2 separate regions of the Sus scrofa genome follow, and region 1 is linked to region 2. A link is a contact called in public Hi-C data. All regions are on one chromosome and are shown on one strand. The core of a region is the stretch at or near the end of the contact, and the rest is flanking DNA. Distances in the headings are between cores, read along the strand shown.

Region 1 (5,454 bases), core at 1,569-4,068, 1.1 Mb after region 2:
ATTAAATAGGGTTGTATAGTCTTTTTAGTTATTATTATTTAATTTAATTTGGGAGGAGTCTGGAATCTAGCATTAGACTTCTATAAGCCTAACACGCCAGTTAGGCTAAACAACAACAGCAAAAACCACAAGGTCTACTGGCTTTGGATCTCAGTGATATTAATTAGTACTTACAAAGTCTCATAACAATTACCAAAGAATTTCCTTGTTTATAGTCTCTGTTAGACTGTCTCATGAGGGACTATAATTCTTGACTAAGAATCTTAATATTCTAAAGAAATCACACAGTGATACATGAATGTATATCATGAGATATTTTAAGGAATGCTTTTAATGTAAGAATTCCTCCAGGTCCTCCAGGGCTCAGAAAGCATTGAAGCAATAATTCCAGGTAGTTATAAATACGAAATCACAAAATATATGGTCAATTTCAAGTGACAAGTCTTTTAATTGTGATTTGAATTTAAATTATAGTTTGCAGATATCAAATTATGTCCATAATTGGCACTAATTATTGACAGATACATTACCGCATATGAAATGTATTTATAATGACACTAGATGATGAGCTAATTATCATATGCATAAATATGTTCATGAACATTTGGACAAAGATTCTCAGGTTTTAACATCCATCTTAATCAAATAATATTTATTTCAGTATCAGTGACCTTAATTCTGGAGAGATGTATTTGGTGAATCCTTTAATTTTCTAGTTCCTATGTGTATTTATGTAATCAAGTGTGTGTATTTGAGTATTGTGTGGTATCATATACATATCCTATGACTGTATGTTGTTGAACATAGTCTAAAACATAGATGTATTTGTTCCTGTAGATAAAAATCTTGCTCAGATTTGATTAGTTACAAGATTTACTTATTTTCTAGGCAATAGCCAATATTCAAAACAAATAGGAGTCTGCACACTAATAAATGAGACTTTTCCTTATTTCTATGATATTTTCCTTCTCTGTTCTTCTGTTCTTGTCTCTTCATGTCACAGTATTTTCTCAAAATTCACTTTCCTGCAAAGCAACTTACAGAGACACCTAGTGGTAAAGAGTAATGGTGGCTTCTCAGGCCATCCTTAACATTGAGTTCATGGTAGAAATTTGTCATATATTTATTTGAATCACAAGAGGTAAACTGGAATATTTGTAGTGTTAATGTTTCCAGCAAAAGTATAACCTAAGTTAACTGCAAACAGTTTCACACTTCTTATCTCGACAAAATGTATTTTAATTAGGATAATAAATATTTAAAGTAACGGAAAACCAACAATTAAACAAAATTTGATATCAAATGTAGTTGTGAAGATTTAGGAAAGTAATAAAAGAATAAACTAAATAGTTATGTTTCAACTATTTTGAATAGTCCAATAATTAACTAAGCCATTTTATACCCTTTGAGAATTTCTATAGAGGTTATCAGCATTGAAAAAACATGTCTGATAGAAACAACATTTATATTCCAAAAGTTCTAACTTTAATGCATAGTTTTAAAATTATGACACTGTAACACTTTCATTTTGAAAAGATAAAAGTAATTTTATACTTTAAATTTTCTAAAATGTTTATGTCATGTTAGAAGATAATAGCTAAATAAAAAATTAGAGCAACAAGCCTTTTCTGGGTGAAGTTTAAGTTTTCTGTTTATATAACGTACCTGTACTAAATGGTTATCATCCCTAAGCCAAATGTTTCTCAATTTAATAGGAAGTTCTATTATAAGATTTTATTTAGAATTATTTGATATTATAGATTGCTTCTTTTCTTCCTTCCTGTGCTTACCCCACATTTAAGCAAAATAAACAAGACTGTTTCCAAACAGAGTATGAATGGCCTTAGGAAAAAAAATACTTGCAAAATAGAGTCAGGAGAAATTTCAAGAAATGTTGCAAAATCTCAGGAGACTGCATTATTCACCACCTCTGGAAAACTCTAATTCAACATAGAGGATGTGGGAAGATATGTTAGTGGCTATATATATACATATATCAGAATTTACATTAATTTCATATTATAATCATAATATTACCCCCAGATATTACAAGAAGGACACAATATTAATTACGTTTAAGACAATTTCAAAAGATACTTCATAATTAATTCCAAAATCAAATGGATAAAATACATTTAAGTGGTAAAACTACCCAGTTATCAAAGGAACAGGCACATGTGCATTTAAGCCTGCATTGGGTCACTTATTTCTATCAACTTTTTTTCTATATCTGGGATGGACTACAGCTTTAATAATACAAACACCTATGAATGTAAGGCATATTTGGGGAGGGAAGTTTCTGGCTTCCTGGAAAGAGCCAAGAATACTTACTGTAGAGATGACGCTAGTAGAGTTTAGCAGGTGACTCTTCAAGAAACTTGCTTTCTATCGATACTGCATTTACTTAGGGATTTCCAGCTTTTTAGAACACATCAAATATATTCACAATCTCTCTGAAAAGTCGTTCACATTCCCTTGTAACGCCCAGACATACTTATAAAACGTAATTCTTAAAAGAAAAAAAAAAAAAGAAGCAAACAACAACAAAAAACCGCCCTTGTTTGCAGCTAGGATGAACCACTCCCTCTTCCAGGGTCCTTTACAGTAAGTACAAGAGACAGCAGCACCGGCTGTGATAGTCTAATTGGGAGGTGGAAGGCAGGCGATCAGCACAGGGCTGGATTCATCTGTCCCCGACCACTAACAAGCCTGACACTGTCGGGGTTATTTCCACTCCTTTCTTTTTCAATCCAAAGATCGCACAGTCCCACGCTCGTGTTACGCACATGGTCCAAGACTCCTCTGTCTCCCACGAATGTGACATCCAAGGGGGAGGGGGGCTCCGGTTCCGCCGGGGGGAGCCCAGGGACGCCTTCGCCCTCGGCTGCCATCTATCGGCCACGGAGAGCCGGCTTCGCCCCGGGCCCATCATGTCTGCTGCAGCTTGGCTCGCACCAGTGGCGCGACAATAAACAAGTGCACCGGACGAGGTCCTGCGCCCGTGCTGAAGCGGATGTCTTAGAGACCCCAGCGATGCTTACTACGATGTCACCTCCTCACCGCCCCCGAAAGAAGACGCGACTTTCTCTGAGTGTTTTAGACCCGCGGGGCTGGGGCTGTCGGGACACGTCACAGGCTTAAAACAACGCTGTTCCTGCACCCCGGGCCCCCCAAGGATATCGGAGATAGAAAATCCCAAATAATGACGATCGTGCGCCGCATGTGGGGAAGGAAATAGAGGAAAAGCCCCTGCAAACACCGGGAGCGATGATACAGCCAAGAGGATGTGGGAATCTTACAAATACTAATTAGGGGCCGCCGCCGCGGCGGCGGCGGGCTCGGCGCGGGGACAGCGGCGACAAGATCCCAGCGCGGTGGTCGCCGCTGCGCAGGGGGCGGAGGACAGCGCAGGAACCTCAGCCGCCGCCGGAGCAGCCGAGGGGCCGGTGCCACCTTCGCTCGCCCCCTCACTACCATGTACAGTGTGCGCTGCAAGAAGAAGGCGGGCGATGTATGCACACCCCTGCGCCCCTCTCCCTCTGGCTCGTCCTCGGGCGTGCGCCACTGACCAGGGGGAATGTGGTGAAGACAGCGAGGAGAGCCGAGGGGGGAGGGGAGGGCCGGCCGGCGCGAACCCAGGCCGGAGGGTGCGAGGAGCCAGAGGCGGCTGGAGGGGGCGGCGGCCGCTGCCGGCTTGGAGAAAGTTGGCCCCTCTGCAGATGGCAACTGTAAGTACGCGCCTAGGGGGTGCGGCGAAGGGTGCCGGGGACCCGGCGATCGCGCGGGTGGGAGCGAGCGTGCGGGCGAGCGTGAGTGTGAGCTGGTGCTCGGCAGGGCTGACCGTCACGTTGGCGGGGCCGGCGGGGCCAGGCAGCTTGCTCCGCGTACCCCTCCTCGGGTTCTGCGCCTCCTCCCCCTCCAACAGCTCCCTCCCCGCCCCGCCCGGCTCCCGCTCCCGGCCCCTCCAGCTAAGCGCCTCTACCACCGGTCCTCCGCCGCCCCCTCCCCCCTCCCTTCCCAGCCCGCCGCTCGCGATCGCCCCCCCGCCCCCCCTACCCCGCTGCCCGCTCAGACTACCGCGGAGTGCGCCGGGGAGAACCGGTTGGGGAGCCCCGGAACCCGCGGTCGCCACCGCGGCGGCGGCCCGGGGCTGGCGGCGTCCGGGCGCCTCTTTCCTCCAGCCGGTCGCATCGCAGGGCTCGCCCTGCCTGGGCTCCCGAACCCCAGTGCACACCCCAAAGAGATATTTTTTCTAAGGGTGGCTGTGATGAGTGGGCCCTGGAGATGTGAGACTGGGTAAGTCGGCCGTTTACTTTGCAAAAGAGGCTCCAGTGTGTGTGTCTGTGTGTGTGGCGGCCGAGTGGCTTTCTTACCCTCTCCTCCCGCCCCTTCTTCCTCCCCTTTCCCTTCCTTCGCTTTGGGGCGGGGTGGGGGAGGGGGAGCCTCGCGTCCTGGAACTCCGGGTGCTTCTGCCTGGGCCGCGGTGCAAGCAGCTGTGCCGGGAGCCGCGGGTCCGGCCTGGGTGCCTGGCTCCAGCCCGCCTAGCTCTACCACCGCTTAATGTAGGGATGTTCAGGTCGACGATCCAGGGTTTAAATACCTTGGGGGAAAACAAATACAGTTCCTTCGCCTCCCCCCCAATCTGAGAATGTGCAGCGTACCCGCGAATTTACATCGGAGATGCGTTTCCCTGTCAGAATGTCAGCCTTCCTTGGCTCATTCAACTTTATTTTCTCAAATTTTCGGGCTCCTTTGATGGCGAGGAGGAGGGGAAAGGGAGTGGGGTGTGAGAGGAAGCTCTTCGACCCTGCCTAGCGAGAACTGAATTAGAGTTGTAAACGCTGGAGTTTAATATTGACTGGACACTTTTTGTGAAGGGCTGTCAGAGGGGTGGGAGGTGAATGGGGGCGGGGAAGTACCAGAAGGGAGGGGGAGGGGATCCAACCCCGGCTGACTGGATGTGCCGATTTGATCCAGCCGAGAACGGAAATTTCAAGGTAAACGTTTTGCTTTCATATAGGATGCTTTTGCCGCTTTTAAGCCGGGAGGTGTTTGTAGCTGCGTTGAGAGGTCGGGGATACTTGTGAGGTTTATACACTGGGGTTCCCATTCGTGTCGACACGTCTGGGTGGCCACACGTGAATGATTCGCAGGCACACTTGCACATGTGCGTGCGTGAGAATGCAGGGGCTCTTAATAACGCAGGCTGGAGTCGGCTTGGGGATCAATATCGAGATCTCCAGGCTTGAACCCTTGACTCAGAAACATCGTGGCTTTAGTTTTGGGTTGCTATTCGACATTAGACTTTGGTGGTGGTGAGACAGATGTAGGGTTGACCAGAGAAAAGGCATTGGTTTCCCGAGCCCAGCATTTCTACCAAATGTTCCCTCCCCCCTTCCCCCAACCAACGCAACACGAACTCACACACTCTCACACACTCGCTCCATTTATGTC
Region 2 (6,134 bases), core at 800-3,299:
CATCTGCAACCTGCAGCGCAGCTCAAGGCAACTCCTGATCCTTAACCCACTGAGAAGGACCAGGGATTTAACCCACAACCTCAAGGATACTAGTCAGGTTTGTTACTGTTGAGCCACAACAGGAATTCCTATGTTTATGGTTCATTTTGCCCCTATGGCATATTTAATTAGGTATATAAAAGCAAATTACAGTGTTTTAAGATAACTTGTATTAGCTTCTCTGTGTGGTTATATTACCAAGTAGATATATGGGTGGGGTAACATTTTACATTCTACTTTTAGTTAATTTACATTTAACTTAGTTTTATAATTGTATAAAATGTTATTTCGTACCTAGTGGTGTAAAAATTATAATTAAAGAGGCCTAACATCTACCATAGTATCCTCTACCTACCCCCATTTTATTTCAGGATTTATCTTTTTATATTCTTATATATAATCATATTTGTATTTATAGCCTACCTTTCTTAGATTAATTATAATTCCCAATCAAATGTTATTTATATTTTTATTCTTATCATTTAATGAAATTTCCTGATAATCATTCCATAATAGTGTACATAAATATTTCTCTTTTTCTATGATTGTACTTTTTCCTTGTACTTTTTCCTTGTTTTATGACTATATCCTAGGAATTTGACATATCCTCTAGTGAAGTACATCTGAGCTATTGCCATCCTGCAGTATTTACAAATAGAATCAATGCCAATAAACATATGTATATTTACATATGTTTACATATATTTCACAATATATTTACATATATTTCACAATTTTGTTCTTGTAACTTTGGGATAGAATCTCTAGAGATGGCTGAGTCAAATTGTTGAAGCATAAAAATCTTGCTAGATATTAGCAGATCCTCTTTCATAAAGATTAGAGCATCCTGCCTTTCTATTAGGAGTATTATAAATATTCTTATTTCCTCACAGGTCACCAAGAATATGTGGTGCTAAACTTGGATTTTTACCATGCTTATCAGTAAAAGCTAGGGTCTCATATAGTTTTAAGTTTTAATTTTTTATAATGAGAAAAAGCATACTATTATATATTGAAAAATGATTTAATTTCTCTTTAACTGTCTGGAGATAAATTTTCATTGTGACTAATAAATGTGTTTGACTTAACTTGCCATAGAATTCGAGTGGTTTTAGAGTTGGTAAATACATAATTCTTAAAACAATTTTTTATTACTTTTTATGTGTTAGTCATTCTTTTAGGTACTAACAGAAGTGTGCTAAAATAAAGTCCTTGCTCTCAAGAGCTATGGTCTGGTGGAAGAAACAGGCCATAAACAAGAAAAGAAATGATCAAACAAAATAATCTCAACTATTTTTAAATACTTGTAAAAAAACAATGCAGAAACTGGTGGAGATGGAACACTATTTTATCAAGAGTTACCACTGAAGATCTCTTCGAAGAAGTAAGATTGAGATTCTGACAAAAATGACATAAATGTGTGAGCCATTTGAGACAGTAAAAGGAAGAAGGAGGATGTAACAGATATGAAGACCCTAAATCAGTAAGGAACTGGCAAGTTTGGTGACAAGAAATGTGGGTGGAAGTATGACAAGCATTAGCACAGCACAGAACAACTCAGGAGGGAGATAGAGGTCTGATCATTTTGCTCTTTGAGAGCTATAATGAAGATGTTAGATTCAATTCTAAGTTTATAGGAGGCTATTGGAGGCTTTTAATGAAAAGAAAGATATGATTTACGCCTCTAGAAATATAACTGTGGCTACAATGTAGAGGACATACTGGGACTGGGAGGCAATAACATAAGCAAATGTGCCAACGTAGGGGAGGAAAAATAATTTTCACTCTACTTGAGTTCTTAGCTGAGACCTCAGTAATAAAAGACAGATTAACAGGAGAGAAATATGCAGAAGTTTCATGTCCTCTCTGTTTAATTACCTTAATAGTATACACATAGTGATGACAAGCTGAAGTTATATTGGAGTAATTACAATTCAGGCATACACAAATGGAGTCAGGTGGCACATCTCTGCACCACTGAGAAGTTGAACTTTCTTTGAACTGTACCAGACCACTAGCTATTTTCAGAATGACACATACCACTTGCAATTTTATGTTCTCAAGTTCTCTCCTTGTAACTCTTCAATCATTTCAGTTCCCCACCAATCCTTTCTTAGCAAGCATTCTTATTTGTATCCAGCTCCAATTGCAATTCTTGATAAACAACTTGTAACTAACTGCAACCTTTTGGGTTTCTGCTTTTATAAGCTTCCCCCATTTTGTAATCCAGCAGAACACAGTTCAAGTGCTTCTTGAATCTGTGTCTCCTGGGCTGTAGGCCTAACAAAACCCAAATAAACAGCTTTTTATTTCAATCAGGTCTCCATTTTTGGAATTTGGTTAACAACAAGATAGCATATTACTTACCAAAATATGCAAAGTACTGATACATGCTATAATGTGGATGAAACTTGAAACTGTTAAGCAAAGTGAAAGAAGAAAGGCACAAAGTGTCATAGAGGATTCCACTTATTTAAGTTATCTAGAATAAATATATCCATAGAGACAGAAATCAAACTGATAGTTTCTGGGAGATGGAGAGAGGAAGGTATAGGGATTGACTGCAAATACAGGATTTTCTGCTGGAGTAATGAAAAAAATTTGGAACTAGATAGAGGTAGTGGTTGGATAGCAGAGTGAATGTATTAAATGCCACTGAATTGTACACTTTGAAATGGTTCATTTTATGTTATGTGAATTTACCACAAAAAAAGAAAAGAAAATACATACATACATATAGGCATTCTTTCTTGGGTCAGGAATACAAAGTCATTTTCAACACATTAAAGGGTCTCTGTGTAGGTAAAGAGTGTATTAAAGGCCCGCATCTCTACTTCTAGTAGAAACACTGTCATCATTTTTTTTTTTTTTTGTCTTTTTGCCATTTCTTGGGCCGCTCCTGCAGCATATGGAGGTTCCCAGGCTAGGGGTCTAATCGGAGCTGTAGCCGCCGGCCTACGCCAGAGCCACAGCAACGCAGGATCCGAGCCGCGTCAGCGACCTACACCACAGCTCACTGCAACGCTGGATCGTCAACCCACTGAGCAAGGGCAGGGACCGAACCCGCAACCTCATGGTTCCTAGTTGGATTCGTTAACCACTGTGCCATGATGGGAACTCCCACTGTCATCATTTTAATATGGATCAAAATACGAAAATGTGGTAAAGCATAACAACGAAAAAAATCTGATACAAATACACAATATTGAAATTGTAGGCAAGCCAGGCAAATGACCTCAACTAGATCTGCTCAGCATAAGTGGAAGTTATAAATTCAGGAAGGTACAGAATAGCCATGGCAGTGAATACAGAAGCTATCCATGGTCTGACAGAAAAGGCTACCCTTACTATGACTTACCTAATTACTGCCCAGTAATGCTTAACCTTAGACCCTGAATTCTTAATATGACACTCTCCTTCAAGACAATTAGCTGACCACTACAGACACAGTGCATCCTACCAGAGGCAGTGACAGTATTTGTGGCACGAAGAAATAAATATCGATATAATATCTGTGGTATGAAGAAATAAATACTAATGACACTATGTAGGATAATCACTAAATCTCATATTCTTTTGTAGTCAGACATAACAAAACTGATTCTCACAGTAAAATCTGCTGTGGTCAACAAAAATCTGTAAGGCTTTTTGGGATACTTTCCTCAAAATGAGGAGATACAGTATTTAGGATGACCTAAGAATGGATCTTTATTTATTTAAACAATGCTAACAATTTATCTTCTTTGAAAGAGTGAAAAAAAAGTGTTCAAAAAAGTATAACAAATACATTTGTATAGATACAAATAATAACATATGGTTGACTTGGCCCTCTTAGTTCTTAATAAAAATACACATTTTATTTACTTAATTTATGCATGAAATGAATAAAAATATATATCAAACATGTACTATATCCTTACTTTCTTGGGTTGTCTGCTGTGGCTCCTCATTAAATAAATTTAATAATAAGTTACTATGTTTTATAAAGACTATTTCACTTCAAAGGGTAATTACATAACAAAGAACTATTGAATTGGCATTAAAAATATGTATATCATACTTGGAAATTACAATATTAGCATGCAAAATATTGGTATTTCTATTTGATTTCTTTGTTTACTGAAAAAATATATTAAAATCTGTCATTGGAAATATTCTACATAAATATTCAACAGCAAATCATAATATTAATATTTAAATAATTCTATGTTATGAAGTACAAAAAACCCATAAATATTGTGTTAAATGCTGGATTACATTTTCCAATTTTCAGTAAAATTTTAAAATATTTTATTTGCCTATAAGTTTGATTAAACACACATTATCTGAATGTGTATGTATAAATATTTTTAAAACTTGTAAAACATAAGCACTTTGGTAATCATATTTTTAATATTAAATATATTGACATTAAGGAAAGATATGAAAGGATTACTGAAAATGGAATCCTGGAAATTACCTCTGTTTATAAATGGACTTTGTAATACATGCTCTGCTTATTATAGGGAACGTAAGAATTTCAAGAACAAAGTTAATTTATTGGTTTGACAAATATTTACCAATTGCCTATCATGTACTAGATTACATCGTAGAAACTGAACCTATAGCATGGGCAAAAACAATATTTTTTCAGTTATTTTTAAACTAGTATGTTAGCTAGAAAGGACAAATATCACGAATTCCCACTGTGAAGCACCAGATTAAGGATCCAGCATTGTCTCTGAGATGGTATGAGTTTGATCCCTGGCCTGGCACAGTGGGTTAAGGATTTGGCCTTGTCACAGTGCAGTGTAGGTCACAGCTGTGGCTGGGATTCAATCCTTGGCCTGGGAACTCCCATATGCGATGGGTGTGGCCAAAAAGAAAAAGAAAAAGAAAAAAAAAAAAAAAAAGGCAAATAATAAGCAATACAGTTTGAGCAGGATTTAAAGACCAAGTTCTATTACTTGTTTTATTTGGGTTCCCACCTTTTCAGCCAGATGTTCAAGGAATCTAAGTCTTTTCCATCCAAGTTACTTTACAGTAACAAATTAAGAGGGAAATTCTTAAAATACCTCCTGTTGAGAGACTCTAAAAATCCCAGTAATAAATTCAGTGCTATGGTATGCCCTCTTGAAGTCAATCAATCCACCAATCAATATAAAAACATATTTCCTCAAAGAACCAAAGGTTACTATATATTATAATTTTTAATCTTCATGATTATAAAGAAGAGAAAAAACATTACTATGCATAAAGTTGGAGAAAATTCTTTCAGTTTCTAAGAATTAAAAGACATACAAGTTTTTCAAGAATTAAAATAATTACTTTATAATGAAATTTTTATTAAAACAAAATAAATAACTCAATACCTAAAATACCTCTTTAAGATAGGTAATGTTATCATACCAGGTTATAGATGAAGAAACTCAGTCACAAATACACACACACACACACACACACACACACATATCACAAAGAAACATATTGGCAAAGGAAAAAAAAATAATTTGAACCCAGTTAGTATGTTTCTAGAATTAATATTCAATTTGGTTGTTTCTTACAAGGATTATAACTACATACTTGCATAGTGATTCTCAACATTTTGCCAAAATTTATGGAAAAAACCCACTTGATGCAGTCTATGTGGAGAGACAGACACAGATATTTACATGGAAATTTGAAAAATTAGGATAAAATTCGTTATAGAAGACACAAAACAATTCCATTGAATCAACTGGTTCATTTTTCCAAAAATTTGGAACATTCTCTTCTGAAATAGAAATGCAGACATTGCAATTGGTTCAGTGGCAGCATGAGGGCATCCTAAGATCATGGATATGTAGTCATTTAATCACCCACACCAGCTTTTGAGTACAGTGTGCAAACATGTTTCTTTTACTACACAAGATCACCTTTAAAGCAATCTGTCTTCCTGCTATAGCTGATAGATAACAATTGAAACTCCTACTTCAAAAATAACTATTTGTTCAAATTTCATAGCATACTTCTGATCATATATATGTTTGCCATGTCACTTATTCTCAATTTGTCCTACATCACATGAATATTGTTACAATAACCACTGGTGGAATCTGTTCAGCCTTTCTCTGAGG

Evidence for each region. Hi-C and Micro-C count contacts between places; a contact is called where the count stands out from the background.
Region 1: a Hi-C map of embryonic fibroblasts shows a contact between it and region 2, with 6 times the contacts expected there. The contact joins the promoter of SLITRK5 here to the enhancer-like site in region 2. A contact is called at or near these places in 5 of 47 Hi-C or Micro-C datasets (embryonic fibroblasts, fetal heart ventricle, fetal skeletal muscle and 1 more) and 1 of 2 datasets of contacts at active chromatin or transcription factors (skeletal muscle).

Annotation. Positions count from the first base shown.
Region 1 is chr11:57,789,758-57,795,211 of Sscrofa11.1, forward strand. SLITRK5 (SLIT and NTRK-like protein 5) reads left to right here and starts at 2,819. Exons shown (of 2, transcript XM_013980614.2): 1 at 2,819-3,728.
Region 2 is chr11:56,728,327-56,734,460 of Sscrofa11.1, forward strand. No RefSeq gene overlaps it. Among named protein-coding and RNA genes, the nearest start is that of SLITRK6, 210 kb to the left of the region's middle. Within about 2 kb of position 2,050, at least 2 of the 83 cell types and tissues checked have an H3K27ac peak or open chromatin away from gene starts, as enhancers often do. A contact at or near this core is called in fetal skeletal muscle, where this site is marked.